Regions from separate parts of the Mus musculus genome. Here all the other regions are linked to region 1. A link is a contact called in public HiChIP or PLAC-seq and promoter capture Hi-C data. All regions are on one chromosome and are shown on one strand. Each heading gives the region's core, a stretch centred on a gene start, on an enhancer-like site or on the middle of the called end of the contact. The rest is flanking DNA. Distances are from core to core; before and after follow the strand shown. Region 1 holds the start of Mrvi1 (MRV integration site 1). Region 2 holds the start of Akip1 (A kinase (PRKA) interacting protein 1). Region 3 holds the start of Usp47 (ubiquitin specific peptidase 47).

The links. HiChIP or PLAC-seq counts read pairs in DNA pulled down with a chosen protein or histone mark. Capture Hi-C pulls out chosen DNA fragments and counts their contacts.
Region 2: a promoter capture Hi-C map of liver shows a contact between it and region 1, with 3 times the contacts expected there. The contact joins the promoter of Akip1 here to the promoter of Mrvi1 in region 1. A contact is called at or near these places in 1 of 39 promoter capture datasets (pre-B cells) and 1 of 9 other capture datasets (liver).
Region 3: an H3K27ac HiChIP or PLAC-seq map of embryonic stem cells shows a contact between it and region 1, with 4 times the contacts expected there. The contact joins the promoter of Usp47 here to the promoter of Mrvi1 in region 1. A contact is called at or near these places in 2 of 39 promoter capture datasets (hippocampal neurons and liver) and 2 of 115 datasets of contacts at active chromatin or transcription factors (embryonic stem cells and extraembryonic endoderm stem cells).

Annotation. Positions count from the first base shown.
Region 1 is chr7:110,981,034-110,984,098 of GRCm38.p6, forward strand. Mrvi1 (MRV integration site 1) reads right to left here and starts at 1,428. Exons shown (of 21, transcript NM_194464.3): 1 at 980-1,428.
Region 2 is chr7:109,702,180-109,705,244 of GRCm38.p6, forward strand. Akip1 (A kinase (PRKA) interacting protein 1) reads left to right here and starts at 1,499. Exons shown (of 6, transcript NM_020616.2): 1 at 1,499-1,597; 2 at 1,767-1,991; 3 at 2,772-2,852. The coding sequence starts at 1,773. It also overlaps a transcript of Denn2b not described here.
Region 3 is chr7:112,021,953-112,025,017 of GRCm38.p6, forward strand. Usp47 (ubiquitin specific peptidase 47) reads left to right here and starts at 1,554. Exons shown (of 29, transcript NM_001357952.1): 1 at 1,554-1,794. The coding sequence starts at 1,756. It also overlaps Gm3960.

The sequences.
Region 1 (3,065 bases), core at 178-2,677:
ATGCCCCGCTAGTGTGTATCACCTCTTGTTGTGAGAGAGACTCTTCCTCCCAAGGCCTGCCTCACTCCTGCTCTAGCCTGGCAGCGCTAGCAGCTTTCTCCCTCTCCGGGCAAAATACAGCTCAGCCAAGTTCAGGGCTGCCTTGCTTTCTATGCCACCCGAGAGCTGTCTGAAGAGTGTTAAAGAGCAGCAGCTGTCACTTGTGGAGGCAGGAGCGCCAGCCAGGGGTCCTGGGGCCATGCTGCTGTTTATGCAGACTATGAGGCCTCTCCAGCTTTTACAACTGTTTACTGTGCAGGAAGCAGCCCAGCAGCTGGGCTTTTCCTGAGCCTCGCTCTGCTACCCTCTCTTTGAGAAAGTCGGCCCGAGTGCCACTCACTCTAGGACCTCTGGAGAGGTGCAAGCTAGGATGTAGGCACACACACACACACTCACACACACACACACACACACACACACACACACACACACACACACATATATATACAGAGAGAGAGAGAGATCTGTGAAAGGGGACATGATGTGGTGGGACAGGGGACAGATACAAAAAGAGAGATGTGACCAGAGCACAGGTCAGGAAGATAAAGCATAGAAATGGACAGAGTCAATGGTGAAGATGGCTGGACAAACGGGTTCACACGCAAGACTTGAGAGGGAACAAAGGAGAGACACGGGAAGCCCCAGGGAAGAAAGGCCAGCCTGTCTGCTTTGCACAGCACCGGGCATTTCTCTACTGTCACAAAGGATCCTGCAGGAGAGCCAGGAGTAAGGGGCTTAGTGAGCAGTCACATCTTTACCCCAAACTGTGCGTGCTTTCCAACAGCAAGTAGAAGGGGCAGGATTTAGTGAGGATCGTGAGTTTCACTTCTTATTTAAAACTTAAGACAGCAACAATAAAAAGACTCGGCTAAAATATCACCCAACCAGGCCACCTCCCATGCAACTTAAAGTTAAGTGCCCCCATCCCAGCGCCCTGTACCTTTAAGGAGGAGAAGACGCCTCTCTGCTTCCCTTGGGCTGAAGAGGCAGGTTATTCTAGGCAATAGCGATGACTTACCTAAAACTGAGTTATTCCCCTTTCCTCCCGGCCAGCCTCTCTTCACTCTGGGGAGCTTTTACCATTTAAGGTCAATGTTACATCTGGCTCCAGAGCTCCAAGCTGAAAAGCTCTGGCTGCAGAGCCCCAGCTGCCTGCCTCCTCCTCAGAGAGGGGCTGGATGAGGGGCTGGGACTGGGAACCAGTGTTCCACCAGGGCCCCCTGCAGCCTGGCTCTGGGTTGAAAGCAGGAGAAGCCTTCCAGCCAGCCTAGGGTTCAAGGAAGGTTGGGCCTGAATAGTAGCCCCTATCCCCAGGCTTTTGCAAGGGGCACCCCCATAGCCGATGGCAGTGCCTTGGGGCGGGGAGCAGTTGAAGATGCTGGACTCTGTCTGTGCCAGAGGGGTATGAAGGGGACATCTGCAGACCAGCCTCCCACCCCTGAGTGTCCAGCAAGCATGTGAGCCTAGATAAGATCCTGGCTCACCGCCAGCAGAAGCTGGGAATGTTTCCTGTCCCAGGGATTTGGAGGCGGAGGCTGCTCCCATCTTAAACCCTCGGGATTGCTAGAGAGAACAGGGGCATGGTGAGGGGGATTAACTAAGTCCAGGCCTGGCAGCAGCCCCAGGGGTCAGCCCCAGCTCCTCCACTTAACCATCCTGTAGCCTTAACATAGCAAATCTCAGTCTATTCATCTCTGAAGTGGGACAACAATGAAAAATCAGGACACTGTGGGTTAGGGTCTCATAGGTACTAGAAAGGCACGGAAGAGTTTCCAACCCTGAGTTACCTCAACTCCGGTGGGGAAAGCTGCCTTTCTTCTGCCACGCTTGGTCTTCATCCTCAATATAGTCCAAGCCTGGGATCACAGACTGTCAACCCTAACACAGCCACATGGGGGCCCCACAGCCCCTTCTGCAGTTAGAGACAGCAACAGAGAAGCCCTTGGGAGGGGTGGCCAGATAACCAGATACTCAAATTTAAATCTCAAACGAAATGCTATTATTTCCATATAAGGATGCCCCCAAATACATAATTGTACCACAAGATTGTATGTTGCTCATTTGAAGTTAAATGAAACTGGGCATTTTTACTGGCTAAACCTGAGAACTCCACAGCAGATTCACTTGTTGGTCCTGTGTGAGAGCTCTAAAGGGTATTACAAGAACTCCTGGGAGCCAGAGGCTAAAACTGAACCTAAGGCTTTGCGTGCTTGTGAGTGTATGCACACTTTTGTATGTGTGTAAGCCTCTTAGTAAACACCCACTCTATTCCTAACAGTGCACTTGATACTTTGCCTGGAAGCAAGTGTCTATCTCACAAGTGTCTTCTCAAACAGAATCATTACATCTTTCTTTTGAAAAGGAAATCGAGGCTCAAAGAAATAGATCTGCTCTTCAGATGCTCTGCAGCCTGAGTGCCAGGGCCTAGACATGAGCTGAGGTGGTTCCATCTACAACTCCTTCCTCTTTACCACCTACCACCCTCTCCACCATGGCTCTAACCGAAGGGGTCCTGTACGGCCTCGGTGAGTCTCTGAGCCAGCACTTGGCTGTGTTTCTCCTGGTGGTGGCCTGAAGCTTTCACCAGACTCGCAAGGCAGTCACCAAGTGACTTTTTAAAATTCACTTCAATTACAAGCATTTTATAAAACATCACTTGGTGACTGTGCAAAGTGGAGCAGACTCTATAAGAGGACACATCAGGGCTGACAAGGTTATAAGGCTTGTGCCCTTTGACCCAGTTCTACTTCTAGGAATTTATTTTATAAACAACTCCCACACTAGGGAAATGACAGATGAGCATGATTACCCGCTGCAGCATTGTTTATAAAAGCAAGGGATTAGGAATGGTATAAATGTCCGCTACTTGGGGGCCATAAAAGAAGATGGGTGCAGCCATAACAAAGGAGACGGGAGTTCTTGCTGTAGTGATGGGAAAAGCCGTTCAGACAGTGGTTCTCAATCTGTGGGTCACGACCCCACTGGGTTTGCATATCAGACATCCTGTATATCATAGATTTACATTA
Region 2 (3,065 bases), core at 249-2,748, 1.3 Mb before region 1:
AGTTTCTGCTCAAGAGAAATGAAAATATTTAGTCTTAGAATGCATTATCAGAATAGGCCTCCAGGATGGAAATAGTTCCAAGTGATGAATAAACAAAATACAGTATATTCATATAATGGAATATTATTTATCCATAAAAAGGGATGACAATGTACTATATACTATAACTCAGACAAGCCTCAAAGTAATCTAAATGAAAGAGACCGGTCCAAAGGGCCACATACCATATGATTTTATTTGTATGAATCGCCAGAAAAAGGCAAATTTATGGGGATGTCAATCAGAATAGAGGCTACCTAGATCCTGAAGTTGAAGTGAGAATCATTCATCAATAAGAACTAGACTACTTTTTACTCATTTTTTATGTGTGTGAATGTAGTACATGTGTGCCAAAGAAAGTGTATGGAGGTCTGAGGACAACTTTTGGGAGTCCGTTCTCACCTTCTGCCATGTGTAAGGCAGGGTCTTGCTTGTTGCTACTGCTAGACTATATAATTCAAGGTGTCTAGTCCAGGAGTTCTAGCCAATTTCCTGTCCTCACCTCTTATGTCACTGTTGCAGGGTAGGGCTGACAGATGCACACTACAGATCCTGGCTTCTGGCATGGATTTCAAGGAATCTCAGGTAGCTAGGTTTGTGGGCAAATGTTTCTCTATTCACACTACTTAAGGACTGAGAATTCCTTTGTGTCCTGTGAGGGACCCACCCCGCACTGAGCAATGTTCCTTAAAGTGGAACTTTCTCCCCATTCACGCCCTGCTGCTCACCAGGGGGTGTCACTCCCGCTGAGACCCAGGGCTTTCACCATAGCCCCATGGTGTTCTGAAAGGTATCTGATCCATTTCTTACTTTAAAAAGTGATACGATTGATGCTTGAATGGTAGGTCCAGATCCCAGGACCAAAGAGACTGAAAGCCAGCCTGGTCTACATAGTGAGGGTTTGCACAGTGAGACTGTCAAAAACAAACAAACAAATAAACCTCCAACAAAATTGTGTGAATCTGTTCTTCCAAGGGAGGAATGAGGAAGCTGCAGGAAGGGAATGACGGGATTCCCCACTCACCACTCCACTACATCCTCTACCAACCTGCCAAGAAATACCTGCCATCCCCTGGAGTCTTACCAGTCCCCTCACCCACAGTTCCAAGACCTCCGTCTGGCCTCCATCCCCAGCCTTGAGAGTTCTTCTGACAGAATGCCCTTTCCCCAGCACTACCTCCTCAGTCGCGTTGGTCCGCTAGCCTCATCACCTCCTCACACAAAAGTGGTTCTGGAGTGGCGAGACCCCTGAATACGGTCCGCATGCACCTACTCTCACAAATGTTTTTAGCGCAACGAGTCACGGGATCCACACTGACCTGTCGCGGCAAGAAAGTCCTCGAACGACAACAAGCGCCCGCTTCGCGTCTGAAGCTGATTAAGGCTGGGCCCACGTGCCCCTCGACCCGGCCCCGCCCACACCGGCTCCGCCCATCGCCAGGCCCCGCCCACGGCGCGCAGCAGTTAGCTTGGCAACTGGCGCGAAAGAAGGGCCGCGGGAACACGGAAGGCGTGTCCGTGTGAGCGCTATGCGCGTGCGCCCGGAGAAGCAGGCCGGGTGAGGGGCTGTACCCAGGGTCTGAGAGGCGGAAGTGCAAGGGGCAGGGGTCCTGCCTGCTAGTTCCTCCCCACTTGGATTGCGCGATGCAGGCGAAGGGGGAGTTGGGGTCGCGGGGAAGTTGCCGCCCGGATCCGGGCCTAGTTGACTTGTCTGTGTATGTGTCCAGGGAGACATGGAATACTGTCTGGCGGCCGCGGCGCTGAACGGAGTGGACCGGCGCTCGCTCCAGCGCTCTGCTCGGCTGGGGAGGGAAGTATTGGAGCGCGCCAAGAGGAGGGCAGTGGACTGGCATTCTCCAGAGCGATCCAGAGGCAACGTGGGGGTCCTTTACCGCCAGGGCCCCTACCAGGAAAGATGGTCGGTCCCTGGTTCCCAGCGCCTCCTAGGAGAGGTGAGGCCGGGAGCTGGGGGACTGTCTAGTCATTCTCCGCCGCCACTGGGCGGGAGGAAGCCTCCCATGTCCAGAAGATGTAACGCATTGGAGCAAAAGTGGAAACGTTGTTTGGAAACTGCTTTTGACACGGTCTCGTATAGCCCAGGCTGGCCTTGAACTCTTGCCTACGATTTAGGTACTAGTATTAAAGAGGTTGTGTACAAGCACGGTGTGACCCAATTCTTTTTGAATAACAAAAGAATAGTAGTATTCTGCTTACTTATAACATAAAATTTCTTACCGGGTGTGGTGGTGCACACCATTAATCTCAGCATCCAGGAGGCAGAAGCAGACAGATCTCTTGAGTTCGAGATTAGCCTGTTCTACATAGCAAGTTTCAAGCCATCGTGTGTTACCTAGTGAAACCCTGTCTAAAGTAAATAAATACAATTCTTAGTGTGGTGCCAGAACTTGGGAGGTCGGGGCTAAGGATCAAGTACAAAGTCTTCCTAGTGTACATGTGATCTTGTCTCAAAAAATCATAAACAACAATAACAGTTCTTTCCCATTACTCAATAGTGAGTAAAGCCAGCCAACCAGTTATTTTAGTTCCTGGATAAATTGCACATCTAGTTTACAGAGTTGGATTTTTTTTTTTTTTTCTCAGCAAGATCCTTCTTACCAGTTTCAGCTTGCAGAAGCTTTCCTAAAAGTGAAAAAGGGCTATTTCTCAAATGATGTCCTTCTCCAGTAGGGGATTTGTAGGTCTCACCTATGACTTGCCATTTATTACAACAGAGAGAAGAAAGGTGCCCAACCCTTAGCTCTTCCTTCGGAGCAATGGCTGAATTCATGGACTATACTTCAAGTCAGTGTGGGGTAAGTTGGTGTGATCTGGACTTGGGAAGAATCAGTCATCTCTCCCAGGACCTATAGTCCTTCATGGGAGCAGATTATAATCAGTTACGTAAGCCAGGTGGTAATGCAAGCACATTGACGCATTTCCTAAGTCTAGCTGTTGAGGATAAACAAAGCACAAATGTTCTCCCGCCTCTTCTGAGTTTTCAGTCATGTGAAGGAGTATTGCGCTTC
Region 3 (3,065 bases), core at 304-2,803, 1.0 Mb after region 1:
GGATTTTTGTTTTTATTTTGTTGATTGTTTTGGGAGAAGGTATTTGACTGTTCTGGGAGAAGGAGGTAGGGATTGAATTCGGAACGCTCTGTATGCTTGGAAAGTCCTTCACCACTGCAGCCCACCTGTTAAAACATAAAAATTCTAGTTGACATTAGGAAAGATGGAAAATTAGTAGCTGAATTTCAACAAAACCCTTTGTATGGCTGGAAGCTGAAACAGATAAAAATGAGCATTGTATTAGTAATAGTAGTTGAAAATGCACTTCTTCCATTAGGATCAAAATCTTTGTGGGTTACCTTTTTCAGCTTATGACAGCTATTAAAGCCAAGTACAGAAATAACCTGAACACTGAATCAGATATTTTAATAAGTGTTTCACAAAGAATTAGCTTTTAAAAAACTAATGAAACCTAGTCAATCAGAGTGCGTTCACTAAATATTTTCAGTAGGGTTAATGGATTTTTTTATACCATTACTACTTAAAATCTCGTTTATTTTAAATGTCTGTCTTTGCTATAATTTTTAGAATTTGTAGATGTTTTACAGTGCCACAAATAGCAGAATTCTAATAAATCTTACATAACTGTATAGAGAGCTTTTCTTGGGTGTGGGGTGTTCAATAGTAACAAGTTTGGCGAACCAATAGCATAGGTAAAGGAGTTGGCGCTGTGGATGCTGGGTACATGGCACAATGGAATTAACTCAGCAGGCTGTAAGAGGACTAGTTTGCCAAAAGTCTTCATGAAAGACGTCTCACTGGGTCTTCATAATGGAAGGAGTGCGGTGAAGGAAAATGACTAATAGGAGATTTGTTTGGTCAAACACATGGTATTTACCGTCTGGGGAGATTACAAAAAAAAACATATTCAAAAGGACAGCACAGGTTGAAGCGCACCACAGCTCTGCTCTCAAAAGGCTCCCTCAGACTTGGCCCTGTAGGAGGATGACAGCAAGCCACCCAGAAGGGTGCAGGGGAGCACCTCTAAGTGTAGTGACCCCTCTTTAAGGGGCTCCAGGGGCTAGCTGATGGGCACCGAGGTCCCTAAGGAGAGTGGGGCGGCCACGAAAACATGACAGACGAGGACCAGAGCCTTGAGGGCGAAAGCCAGAAAGGCGATTTCTCTACAAGGCGCGTTGTTTACCAGCTCGAGGCCAAAGGTTCCTCAAGTGGGGCTGCAGCGGGGTCGCTGGAGACCAGGAAAGAGTCTGGGGACTGCAGGGCTGAAAGGGGGGCTTTGAACTGGAGCTCGTTCGTGACGCAGGGGCCTCGTCCCTCCCTCGGCCGACAGAGGGAGCCGGAGGATGGGAGGACCGGCTTCCCCGTAGTGAAAAGCGCCTACACCGGCTCTCAACCAGCGTAGCGCGGCGTACCCCGGGGCTGAGCAAGAGGTGAGAAGATCCCGAGCTCACGACGGCCGCCTGCATACCCCAGGCGCCAGACGCCGGGCCGCGCGCCCACTGCGTTGAATTCTCGCGAGAGCGGCGGCCGCCATTTTTCCATTGATTGCCGCGGGCCGGGGGAGGGGCGGCGGCGGCGGCGGCAGCGGCGGCGGCAGCAGCGGCGACGGCGGCGGCGCCCTGGGTCGGTGTCTGCGCGCTGGTGTCTAAGGCCTGAGCGGAGGCCTCCTCAGTTGCTGGAGCGCAGGCGGCTGGGAGGATGACTGTCGCTGCCGTTCTCTCCTGAGACACAGCCGCCGCCACCTCCACCAGGCCCCCGCAGGCAGGGCGGAGACGAGCGGTCGGAGTCTGAGCGATGGTGCCCGGCGAGGAGAACCAACTGGTCCCGAAGGAGGTGAGGGGCCGGCGGGCCAGACTAGGCCCGAAGCCTGCGGTCCGCTCGAAGTCGTGCAGGCCCCGAGCGGGAGGCAAGGCTAGGGCCGGGCAGGCGTGGGGCCGGGTGGACGGTGGGCGCGGCGGGCAGTTGGAGACCGCTGGTTCCCGGGGCCACGTAGCCGAGGGAGAGCTCCGGCTGCGAGGGGCTAACGCATCAAAGACTGGACCCGAGGAGTTGGGTTCTGCTCCCGGGGGTGGGGGGGAGTATTGCGGAGAGAAAGTGGCCTTTGAAGTCCAGACTTCACACACGTCGAGCCGAGAGAGTTAAGAGAGATCGTTTCAAAGAAAACATTCTGGAACAGTTGCCCGTGGGCAGGACGGGGTGACGGTGCTGCTTCTGGGGTTTGACAGCGTATAGCTTACGGGGCTTGTGAAATCGACACCTAAGTTGAGATCTGTGGGAGGGCAGACTTAACTGTTAAAGAGTTGTCGGTCTCCCCACCCCCCTCCCCCCAGCCTCCATTCCCCCTCCTGTTACTTCGTAGTACTATCGGCCAGCCTAAATGGGGCCTACCCAGGATCGTTGAAAAAGTAGTTAAGTGGGGCTTGAACGGGAGGGTAAGAGATAGCCGAGTTAATTTCACCATATGGAGAGACGAAACGTTGTTTTTGTGTGTAATTTTGGTCTTTTTCTGGTGTTGCCAACTTGGGTGACTTAAATTCTTAAAAGCGAGTGACATAAGACTCCCGGACTTCTTGGCTTCCCTTGAACAGTCAGTAGTAGAAGATTAAAGGTAGAATCCTGCACTGGCCAGTGGATTTCGACATATTAATAGTCCGTTGGCTTTATAAATATCCTCAGCATATTCAAACATGTATTTTTAACTGCTGGTCGTCAGGCTTAATGCTTTGGACTTTTATATCTCATATACCTTAAATAGATGCCAAGTGTTAAGTTGAAATTAGGATGGTAGGATCTTGATATTTATACACGATCATTTCGGATTCCTAAATGTTTAGGTTTTGTTTGTTTGTTTTTTAATTGTAGCAATTTGTTGCTACACAGACAACCCCTGGCACAATGCAAAGTGACTTTATTTTGTACCTGAATAGTTAAAATTTCCCATCTTTCCTTAGATGGATAATAAGTTGATTTTTAGGGTTTTGTTTTGCCGTTTTGAGGTAGGATCTTACTATGTGGACTTTGAAGTACAGACTTGGCTGGCTTGGAACTCACTTGTAGATAAGCTGGCCTGGAAATTCTTAAGAGGTTTCCCTGTCTGTCTCCCC